Linked DNA regions of Mus musculus: region 2 is linked to region 1. Evidence: chromatin contacts called from public Hi-C data. All regions are on one chromosome and are shown on one strand. Each heading gives the region's core, a stretch centred on a gene start, on an enhancer-like site or on the middle of the called end of the contact. The rest is flanking DNA. Distances are from core to core; before and after follow the strand shown.

Region 1 (5,777 bases), core at 1,140-3,639:
GTGTTCTGGCTGCTTCTGGTTACTTTGGTGGCGTCGTGCTGATTGGTAGAGCTTTGAAATTTCATCCGAATCAAGCTGTTGCTGCTGATTCATGTTTGATGTTTTGCTAATGGACTGAACTGCAGACAATGAAGATTGGAGTCACTCCAAAGAGTGACTTCTAAAGAGGTCCATGTCTCCCCTTGTCCTATTAACCATCTTCCTCCCTGACCTTTGGTCAGAAGGCTATAAGGGAGGTTGAAGCATTTAAGAGCCCTTATTAAAAGAGGTTTTGAAATATATAACCTTACAACATATTCAGATACACAGCAAGTTTTAACAGATACAAGAAAATTAAAATAACACCCAGCAGCCTATGTGATCACCATGGATTAAAGCTGGATACCAAGAACAATAGAAGTAAGAAAAACCTTATAAACTCATGAAAACTGAACAATCCTCTACTGAATGAAAAACATGTCAAGACAAAAATAAGAAAGAGTTTAAAGTCTTTTAAAATTGAATGAAAATGAAAATACAGCATGCTGAAAGTCAATGAATGAGGATCTAAGAGGAAATTTTATAGCACTAAGTGCCTACAAAATGAATTGAGAGTATTTCATAATAATAACAGTATACCTGATAGTTCTAGAACAAACATAAGAAATCATACCCAAAAGGAGTAGACATCAAGAAATAATCAAACTCAGTGCTGAAATAAATAAAAAAGAAAAAAATTACAAAGATTCAATGAAACAAAAAGTTGGTTCTTCAATAAAATCAGTAACATTGGTCAACCTATATCTAAATTAATTAAAGAGAGAGAGAATCCAAATTAATAAAATTAGAAATGAAAAGAGGTGCATGAGAACAGAGACTGAGGAAATCCTGACAATGACAAGGACACACTTTACAAACCTGTACTCCTCCAAATTGGAAAATCCAGAAGAAGTAGACAATTTCCTTAATACATACCACTTATCAAAGTTTAATCGAGATCAGACAGAAATTTAAAGAGACCTCTTATACCTAGTAAAATAAAAACAATAATTAAAAGTTTAATTTAAACTCTCAAAAAAAATAAGCTTAGAGACAGATGGTTTTAGCTCAGAATTCTACTGGACTTTCAAAAAACAGTTATTGACAAATACTTCTCACATTATTACACAAAACAGATACAGAAGGAGCATTGCCAATTTCATTTTATGAAGTCACAATCACCCTGATATCGAAAGCACACAAAGATCCAACAAAGACTTACAGACCTGTTTCCCTTACAATAAAATACTTGCAAACCAAATCTAAGTACACATGGCAAAGATCACCTACCATGATCAAATAGACTTTATCCCAGCAATGCAGGGATGGTTCAACATATGCAAATTGGTAAGCATAATCTACCATATAAAGTAATTGAAATTCAAAAACCACACTATCATTTCATTAGATGTTGAAGAGACCTTTGACAAAATATAGCACTACTTTCATGATACATGTACTGGAGAGATTAGAAATACATAGGGAATTGATCAACATAATAAAGACAGTTTACAGCAAGCCTATAGCTAACACCAACTTAAATGGAAAGTCAAAGGAAGTCCATTACAATAAGAATAAAACAATGGTTTCCACTCTTCCTATCAATTGCATATGATACTTGAAGATTTAGCTAGACAGAACAAATGAAGTAGAGCAAGGGGATACAAATTAGAAAAGAAGAAATCAAAGTATCGTTATTTGCAGGTGATATTATACATGACCTTAAATGCATTGAATAATTTTCATAGGTGATAAACACTTTCAGCAAAGTAGCTGGACACAAAAATAACTCACAAAAATCAATAGCCCTCCTATATACAAATGACAAACAGTCTGAGAAAAAACAAAACAGGGAAACAACGCTTTTCACAATAGCCTAAAATAATATAAAATACCTTGGGGTATTTCTGTTCAAACAAGTGAAAGACTTGTAAGGTAAAACCATCAAGTCATTGAAAAAGAGAAATTGAAGAGCCTCCAAGATGGATGTCCCATGCTCATAGATTGGTATGATTAACATAGAAAAATGGCTATTCTACCAAAAAACAATTTACAGATTCAATGCAATCCTCACCTAGACTCCAACGATTCTTCACAGATCTTAAAAGGGAACTTTTTGGCTGTATAAGGAGAAACAAAAAACACAGGGTAGCTAAAACAATTCGGAATAATAAAATAACTGCTGGAGGTTTTACCATCTCCCATTTCATGTTGGACTGCAAAGCTAGAGTGATAAAAACCACATGGTATTGGCACAAAAACACATGTGTTGGTCAATGCAATCAAACTAAAGACCTAGACATATAAATGCACACATGATTTTTGATAAAGCGAAGAGGGAGGAGAATTTTCTCAGATACAATGCAGACAAACATGCTCCCTGCCTGGCAGCCTTGAAGGAGGAAGTCTGTGCACTCAGTCCTTTGTTTCTAACTTTCTTCCCCCATATGCCTGAGGTCTAAGCCAGGTTCTGCAAACGGGCTTCCCAGGTGTCAAGGTCCTCAATCTGTAATTTGTGCACGCAGTTTCCCCAATTATAACCACTAGGAGGCGCTGCTTCACTTGTTCATCCTCTTCTCCTGTTATAGGTTTTTGCTTCACCAGTCGCTAGGGTCAGTACTTTGTTAAAAAATATTTGAAAGATGAACTTCCAACTGTAATTTAACATTCGGTTGAACTGTATTTTCTTATTTTAGCAATAACGAAATTATTAGGTATTTTCAAAAGAGATATACCCTCCTAAAAAACAATGACAAATGAACAATTAAGGAAAAATCTGGTATATATACACAATGGGGTTTTATATTAAGCAACAAAAAAATTATAAAATTATGACATTTTATGAAAAATGAATGCAATTGGATATATTATTATATTTGTTGAAATGAATGCATGGAAGACTCACAGACACAAATGGCATCTTTCCCTCAAGTAGATTTTAGGCTAGACACACATAACACACACACATACACACACACACACAACATATATACAACACACAATCACATGCAACCACACAGCATGGAAGTAAAGAGAGGCTAAGGGAAGGAGGGAGACTTGAGATGGAGAAAGGGGGAAAGCTGTAGAAAAGGAGAATATGGGCATGACCAAGCACATATCATATATAAGAGATATAGTCTCTATGAAGTTCTTATATGTGCAATGATTATGTTCCAATGAATACCATGTGTTAAACCTTCAGTCATTGGCCAGTTTTGCTAAGTTAGAGGCTATTACATTTCTGGGAGTTCACTTTCTTAGTTACCTGTGGTGTTAAAAATGTGAAAGTCACAAATGCAATGTGGTTTATTATTTAGCCTACATTTTTACGTTTAGCCTATATTTACAGAATTTTACTCATTACTATTTTAGCTCTAGGTAAATGGAAGACTAGCTTTGATTTGTAGCATTTGGGGATTAAGTCTTTTTCTTTTTTTAAATGGGGGTATTACACTCTGGGCTTGTCAAAATTTTTCAACATGACCTCACTGAACAATGAATTGGACAGAGTAGCATTTTCACTATATAGAGACAAGAAACTTAAACATTGTTAGTGCAATTTTAAAAGTGGTAATTTTTTCTCTATCCTGGCTAGCTCTGAAACAAATGAGACAGAGACCAAAACGTTTATTTAGTCAAGCTTTACATCACAGCAGCTGAGCAGTATTAGTCTATTTCAATCCTCTAAAATAGCCTGGCTACCTCCAGCTAAAATCTCCAGGATACGTGCATTTTAGTTATTTTAGTATTGATCTGGCTCTCTCTGCTTCAGGTGTGTTCCCTTGGTGGCTTCTGGACCCTTTCCTAGTGATGAATCCTCTCTTCTTCCTCTCCCTCTCCTCCCCTGGCTGGTATCAGAAGTCCAACCCTATTCTTTCCTCTGCTCAGCCACTGGCTGATCAGCTTTTATTGACAAATCAGAGAATCAATGGGGAGCAATGTTTCCATACCATTGAGACCTGAGATTCTTAGAATAACCATTACAATGGCATGTCTGTTTTGTAATCAAATATGAGGGCTGTAGTGGCTATTCTTGTTTGTTAACTTGACTATATATAGAATGAACTACAATCCAGAACTGAAGGCTCATCAGTTGATCCTATTCTTGAGGCTGGGAGAAACAAGTGTCTGACCTGGATCTTAGCATGGAGATCTTGAGGCATAGTGGCTATGAATTCCAGAAGATTAAGTAAGAAAGATCTCGGAGTTCAAGGTCATCTGGGATTAAAGGTGTGGTGGCTTTAACCTGGGCTACACCTTCTGCTGGAGGCCTATATAAAAGGACATTGGAAGGAGGAAGATTCACTCTCTCTTCTTTGCCTTCTTGCCTTGTGGGACTGAACAACTGCTAGATCCTTGGACTTCCATTCACAGCTGCTGCTAACCAGTGTTGGGAGTTGGACTGCAGACTGTAAGTCATCAACAAATTCCTTTACTATATAGAGACGACACATAAGTTCTGTGACCCTAGAGAACACTGACAGAGAAAGCAACATTTGAATAATACAAGGATAATCTTTACACAATGTACAATAACAGTATGCCTACAAAACAGATAGGATTCAAATGTAGTAAAGCAGAAAATGATGGTCCCCAAGCTTGTGTTACATTAAAATGTAATTTATATAACTTTACACAACTTACTTTGAAACAGCACCTGTACTTAACGATCAACTCACATTTTTTTTCTTTTTTTAATCTAAAACCATCACAAACCCAGAAATGTTACTGGCTCTTGCATCCCATTTTCTGATGTGAACCCCAAATCTTCACGCACAAGATTAAGCCTTACTCAAAAGCACCTAATCTTAGTTCTGTTATGTGGGAAGTCAGACACCTTGCATGTATTACTTCTGTTTCTAGCATGTTGATGTCAGTCTAGACCACAGGTTCTCAACCTGTGGATAGTTACCCCTTTGGCAAACCTTGACTTCCAAGAATATTTGTATTAAAATTTATAACAGTAGCAGAATTACAGTTTTGATGTAGCAGTAAAAAAAATGTATTGTGGGAGCTCAGCAAAACATGAGGAACTGTATGAAAGTATGACAGTGTTCTCAAGGTTTAGTGCCACTGGCCTAGACCAAGGGGGTTGCAGAGATACTCAGGACAATTAAAGGACTAAAGAAGCTGAAGGGGTTTGCAACCCCATAGGAAGAATGACAATATCCTCCAACTAGACCACCAAGAGCTCCCAGGGACTAAACCACCAACCAAGGAATATACATGGAGGGGCCCATGGCTCCAGCAGCATTTGTAGCAGAGGATGGCCTTGTGGTAAGGCCTTGGTAAGGCCCCAGAATCAACTCCTCTGGAGAATCCGGCCCTTGGAGGATGCCCCTGGTCCACCTCCCCCCTCCCCCTGCACAGTTGGATCTATCCTTGTAGTTGTGGTTGGTCCTTCCACCATTACTCACTGTTGTTCTCAGAAGCCCATCAACTGCTGACATTTATGAGAAGAGGGCACTACGTCTTAAAGGAGAAAAAAAAATTCTTTGAAAGTACATGCTTTTTAAGTTCTCATCAGCCTTTCATCAGAATGACAAAGTGGGTTGTACACAATCTTATTGGTTTTTGTTAAAATTAAATATTGAAGCTGATTCTGATCATTGGTTTTCCTGTTTGTTTCTTTGGTTTCTTTCCCTCCAAATGATCACCCAAGACAAGCTTCTGAAATAAAGTATTGCTAACTGTTGTTTTTCATAACAATTTATCAATGGTTTTTCATTACCTATTACAGAAAATGTGAATGCCTTGTG
Region 2 (6,237 bases), core at 3,643-6,142, 310 kb before region 1:
TATGCTTCAGGATTAAAATGCCTTGATTTCAAGTTAGGTCATGCACACATCCAAATCCCGCTTCTACTTTCCAGCATGGGTATCCTTGGACAGGTGCTTAAACCCCAAAGACTTCATTCCTTCATAAATAAAACAGCGCTTATATTTCCAGCTCACAGGATTTTCCAAGGATAAAGTGAGGCAGATATGTAAAATGCTTAACAGAACATTGTGTGTGTGTGTGTGGGGGGGGGGGGGGGCGGGGCGGTGGTGGTGGGCGGAGCAGCCCAATGGCTGGACCAGCTGTTGCTTTGTTTGGTAGTGGCACAGTGAGAAAGCAGGGCTAACCTAGAAGGCTACGTTGGCTAAGCCTGCCCTCTGCTAAGATACTGAAAGCCCCATTGAGGCCCACTCAACCCAAGAAAGGCATGGAGGCTGGCTTCAAGGGCTAGGGGGAGGAGGCTCAGTTCTATGCTGGAGGACCATACTCTCAAGTTTCACATGCATTTCTCTGTTATTTTTTTCAGAATTATATAGTGTGATCTTACTTTTATTATTATTTTTTTTTCTTGCTCAAGTTAGTCATCACACTGTGCTGAGCAAGGCCAATTCAGCTTTTATTAATAGAACCTTGACATACCTTAGTCAACCGTGTGCTTGAAAGAAATGGAGGGTCTGTTTTACCCTTTCTCTGTGTATCCATCTTTCTTTACAGAAAGTGCGTACTCTCCAGGTGGGGCTACTATGCAGGCGGAAAGATCCCAAGTTCAAAATAATTCAGTGAACTGGCTAAGAATGGGCAAGCCTCAGTCTTCCTTCTTACCCCTCTGCTTTGTCATGCGTCCCAGAGACATAGAATTCATCTTTAATTGTTCCACTGCCTTGTATTTCATTGTCTTGGTGACTTTTTTTTTCTTTTGATTTAAATTTAGCACATATCAATTACGGCTAGCAAGGTCTGTTCTAGTGCTCACAGGGAAATTCCACAGGACCCTCTTCACACTGGGGATAGAGAACATCTGCTGCTTTCATGTTCTGATGCCAGGATTTAGAGGTCAAGGCTGAAGGCTTTGGGGATCAGGGCAAGTGTCAGGCTGCAAGCAGCATAATGAATGGCAGTTGCTGACTGCCTGGTTTAGCCTGTTCTCAGCAGGGGATATTGCTATTCAGTATAATGAGCTGGAACTTAGTGTGTTAAACACATCTAGCTTGGCAAGGGAGGTTGGCCATGACTTTCCCCTCCTGGTTCTGTACTGCATTTTCATCTTGGAAGAAATTATATTGAGGTCTTCATTAGTGGCACCCTGCAGGGTGAAGCCTCTATGAGGGCTGATAAACAGGATGGCTTTACAAAAAAAAAAAATATATATGGCCAGCTTTAGTGAAGGGAGTTGAGGGTTTAAGTTGCCTGAACTAGAAAGGGTCTGAAGAGGCGATTATGTTAAGCAAGTAATGTGTATCTGTAACATGGAATCAAATTATGAGGGTCAGTAGCTTCCTGGCTTTCCCGCTGCATTAAATGAAGACATAAGATTGCATTTGTGCTGGGTACTTCTTGAGGCCACACAGTGTCAGCACTGTCCAGTCGTCCATACTTCACAGCATGTCACCTCTAATTTCATGGGATTATCTGCACGGCTGCTTTATTAGATGCTCGTGATCTTGAGAGTCCTTTGAACTCACAGCAGGGCCCTGCACAGTCATTATTGTGAACACTTCTCTTACATACAAAATTCTTATTGCCGTCATTTTATGAAGATGGCTACAGCCCACCCTCTTGCTTCCAAAACTCTGAACTTACTTGTTTGCACCACAATCCACCGCAGGGGAAAACCCTGAGTGTGAACAATGCTTTGGAGGACTCCCTTTATTTATTTATTTATTTGGGTATTTATTTCATGTACATTTCCAATGCTATCCCAAAAGTCCCCCACACGTTCCCCTACCCACCAACTCCCACTTCTTGGCCCTGGCGTTCCCCTGTACTGAGGCAGATAAAGTTTGCACCACCAATGGGCCTCTCTTTCCACTGATGGCCAACTACACCAACTTCTGATACATATGCAGCAAGAGACACGAGCTCTGGGGGGTACTGGGTAGTTCATATTGTTGTTCCACCTATAGGATTGCAGATCCCTTTAGCTCCTTGGGTACTTTCTCTAGCTCCTCCATTGGGGGGACCTGTGATCCATCCAATAGCTGACTGTGAACATCCACTTCTGTGTTTGCTAGGCCCCGGCATAGTCTCACACGAGACAGCTCTATCTGGGTCCTTTCAGCAAAATCTTGCTAGTGTATGCAATGGTGTCAGCGTTTGGAAGATGATTATGGGATGGATCCCCAGATATGGCAGTCTCTAGATGGTCCATCCTTTCATCACAGCTCCAAACTTTGTCTCTGTAACTCCTTCCATGGGTGCTTTGTTCCCAATTATAAGAAGGGGCAAAGTGTCCACACTTTGGTCTTCGTTCTTCTTGAGTTTCATGCGTTTAGCAAATTGTATCCTATATCTTTGGTATCCTAAGTTTCTGGGCTAATATCCACTTATCAGTGAGTACATATCATGTGAGTTCCTTTGTGATTGTGTTACCTCACTCAGGATGATGCCCTCCAGGTCCATCCATTTGCCTAGGAATTTCATAAATTCATTCTTTTTAATAGCTGATTAGTACTCTATTGTGTAAATGTACCACATTTTCCATATCCATTCCTCTGTTGAGGGGCATCTGGGTTCTTTCCAGTTTCTGGCTATTATAAGTAAGGCTGCTATGAACATAGTGGAGCATGTGCCCTTCTTACCAGTTGGAACATCTTCTGGATATATGCCCAGGAGAGGTATTGTGGGATCCTCCTGTAGTACTATGTCCAATTTTCTGAGGAACCACCAGACTGATTTCCAGAGTGGTTGTACAAGCTTGCGATCCCACCAACAATGGAGGAGTGTTTCTCTTTCTCCACATCCACGCCAGCTTCTGCTGTCACCTGAATTTTTGATCTTAGCCATTCTGACTGGTGTGAATCTCAGGGTTGTTTTGATTTGCATTTCCCTGATGATTAAGGATGTTGAACATTTCTTCAGATGCTTCTCTGCCATTCGGTATTGAAGGACTCCCTTTTAAAAAGCTGTCGGTGCGGTGGGTGGATTCATAGTGGAAAGGCGTGCGGTCCTCAGGTCAACAGCATCAGGATCACATAGGTGCCCAGAAGTGATGCTGATCCCATTAAATCAGAAACCCAGGGAGGGGCTAGGTGGCCCGTGCTTTATTTAACAAGCCTTCCAGGTGATTGTGAGGATGGTGTGGCAGTAACAGTTGTGGTGTAAAGAACGGGATAGACCAGCCAGGCGTGGTGGCGCACGCCTTTAATCCCAGCACTCAGGAGGCAGAGGCAGGCAGATTTCTGAGTTCAAGGCCAGCCTGGTCTACAAAGTGAGTTCCAGGACAGCCAGGGCTAAACCCTGTCTCGAAAAACCCAAGTGATACAGAATGCCTCCTCCCCCCTCCCCCCGGAATCTCATTAAGTTGCAAGGGTACTCTGTTCTGATAAAATGTTCCTCCATGTGCCAACAAAGCCCTCAGTTATGGCTGGTGTGGCGACATCCATCCCTGCAGCTAGTCTTCTGTATGCTTTGGTAGCAGAGAATGCGGGATGACCCACATGTGATGTCTTTGTGTCTTTCAGAACCATCCCCCTTGCAATCTGCATCTCCATGGCTATCATCACAGTGGGCTACGTACTGACAAACGTGGCCTATTTTACCACCATCAGTGCGGAGGAGCTGCTGCAGTCCAGCGCCGTGGCGGTGGTAAGTCTGCAGTCCAGCGCTATGGCGCTGCTCTGGTGGTGGTCTACATTACAGTCGTGACTCTTTGAATTCGGGTTAATGAGCTGGTACAGTTTGATCGTGGTTTCTTCCAGGAGAAAGGGTTTTGAAGTTGGTAATCTTTTCTTGGCCTGAATGATAATATTTTAAAGATTTAGAGCACACCTTACTTTAGTATGTGTCATAACATACAGCTAACCTCTGCCAAAACCTCTGTTTTCCTTGGTATTTTCTTTTAAATCCCCTAAAAAGCATTTTTATATAAAGCTGCCTAAAACTCCATCAAGGCTGTCTTACAGAGAGGGAATATCTTCCCAACATGTTTCTAAGGACAGGTGGAGTTGCTGAATGCAAATCGGTGCAAGTTTTAGTGTGCAAAGTATTACCCACTCTTCTCATTTCTGGTTAGAAACTTTTCAAATGTCCACTTGAATCCTCTCCCCAAAGTATCATTCTAGGAATTTCAGGAGGACCATGACTATTGATCTATTTGTAGCATGACCTCGGAACAGCAACGTTGGGGTGTTTATAAATTTGGGAACAGCTAGGCAATTAAATGTTAAAGAGGTGTTCCTATAATACTTGAAGATGCCAGTGTGCATTGTAACTCCTAAGAGCTACGTGCATATAATTCCAAAGCATTTCCACAAATTTATTTGACACCAGGACTATATTTGTTTCCAAAGACCATGTCATGAGACTGCTTTTTCTGAAACACATACTTGTGTTTGTTCAGATTTTTTTTTCTGATATATCTTTTTTTTATTGGTTATTTTATTTATTTACATTTCAAAAGTTGTCTCCCTTCCTGGTCTCTCTCCACAACGCCCCCATCCCATTCCCCCTCCCCTTTGTCTCTATGAGTGTGCTCTTCCACCCACACACTCACTCCCCGCTCACCCATCAGAGCAACAACTGGAGTAAAATGTTAATATGGGTTTGTTCAGAATTTTAACTCGAAAGAATTCACTCATTAACTCAAAGCCAGGAAGGGTGAAAACTTAACAACATGCAGTGACACTCCCATCCACCAAGGGGCAGTTCCTTTTCACATGGTATCACTTCCTATCAGCAACACCCACAGGGAACGGTTAACTCCTGTCCTGTGAACCAGTGTCTGAGGGCTTTGTCCACTGCAGTGCTGTCAGGCAGTGAAATGGACAAAGCTTCCGGTGTCTGGTCGGTTGCCTCACGTTTCTAGGCAAAGGGCAGCACTAATTTGTGGAAAGCATAATGGGGTCTGCTAATTGCATAACACCAGCTGCATCAAGGACAATGAAAAAAAAATCTTATATTAACAACAACAACAACAACAAACAGCATCCTTTATACAAATGTGCAAGACTACCCCCATGACAGCCTAGGAGGAAAGCTTAGAACTTTGTCTACCATTTATTTCATTTATTTATAGTTTCTGTCGCTTGTCAGGATTGGAATTTTGTTCTAGCCTTTTACAGGAAACCCTGGAAGGAAATGATGGCCTCCTAGGGTGGGGGAGGGCTGACTCCATAAACAGGTTCAGCTGGTAGGGCTTACCCGGTAAAGAACCTCCAGAGTGGCTCACTCCTGTGATGAAATGGTCAACTTGTCTATTGTTTTGATTTATCCTCCCGAACTGAGGTTGGTATGTGAAACAAGTACCCGAAACACTCGCCAGTGTGTATCTATACCTCTTCATACAAAGGTGGCTTTCTGGGATTGTGCAGAACAATTTCTGTCTCTAAATGTAGAATTTCCGAACTGAGCCCCTTCCTCTTATCGGAGGCGATAGTTGATAAAGAGTCAGTAAACGGATCGTTGCTTTGGAGGGACAGAGAAGGCGACTGCTTAGACCTTTGCCCACAGGTCTGAGACAAGGAATGCCGTGGTACCCGCTGCTGGTGATTGTCTTGTGGAGTCAGTTTGACCCTAACGAAAAAGAAGGATTATAAAACATTCACGTAGCACCAGGCTAATAGAAAGTCAAAGAGCAAGTTTGGCCTAAATTGTTTCATTTTATTCCACTTTCGGGGAAAGCATTAATTTGTTCCGTTCTTTCCTTCCTCAGACCTTCTCTGAGCGGCTGCTGGGAAAATTCTCATTAGCAGTCCCGATCTTTGTTGCCCTCTCCTGCTTCGGCTCCATGAACGGTGGTGTGTTCGCTGTCTCCAGGTGAGGGAGTTCATGTATTTTCAGAAACACATTTTTGTTTTAGAGATTGGATGTGATAAGGATAACTTTTAAAGAGAAAAGCAATAGTTCCTCCGAACCTGTTGTTTTTAAAGGGATATGCGAGTTCCTCGTAGATTCCAGTGAAGCAGGTTTCATTCTGTCCAGTAGAGGGCGCTGCGTGTCTACACATAGCCCACTCTGAGCCAGGCATGCTGCATTTTTAAAAAGAGTGAGTCTACAGGGTCTTATAACGGCCTTTATTTCTAGCGATAAAGTCTTTTGTT

The links. Hi-C and Micro-C count contacts between places; a contact is called where the count stands out from the background.
Region 2: a contact with region 1 is called in a Hi-C map of cranial neural crest, with 2.0 times the contacts expected there. The contact joins two enhancer-like sites. A contact is called at or near these places in 2 of 484 Hi-C or Micro-C datasets (cranial neural crest and nephron progenitors).

What each region holds. Positions count from the first base shown.
Region 1 is chr3:50,073,948-50,079,724 of GRCm38.p6, reverse strand. No RefSeq gene overlaps it. Among named protein-coding and RNA genes, the nearest start is that of Gm40042, 51 kb to the right of the region's middle. Within about 2 kb of position 2,389, at least 4 of the 459 cell types and tissues checked have an H3K27ac peak or open chromatin away from gene starts, as enhancers often do.
Region 2 is chr3:50,381,591-50,387,827 of GRCm38.p6, reverse strand. Slc7a11 (solute carrier family 7 (cationic amino acid transporter, y+ system), member 11) reads left to right here. Exons shown (of 12, transcript NM_011990.2): 7 at 3,661-3,784; 8 at 5,850-5,953. Among named protein-coding and RNA genes, the nearest start is that of Slc7a11, 59 kb to the left of the region's middle. Within about 2 kb of position 4,892, at least 72 of the 459 cell types and tissues checked have an H3K27ac peak or open chromatin away from gene starts, as enhancers often do.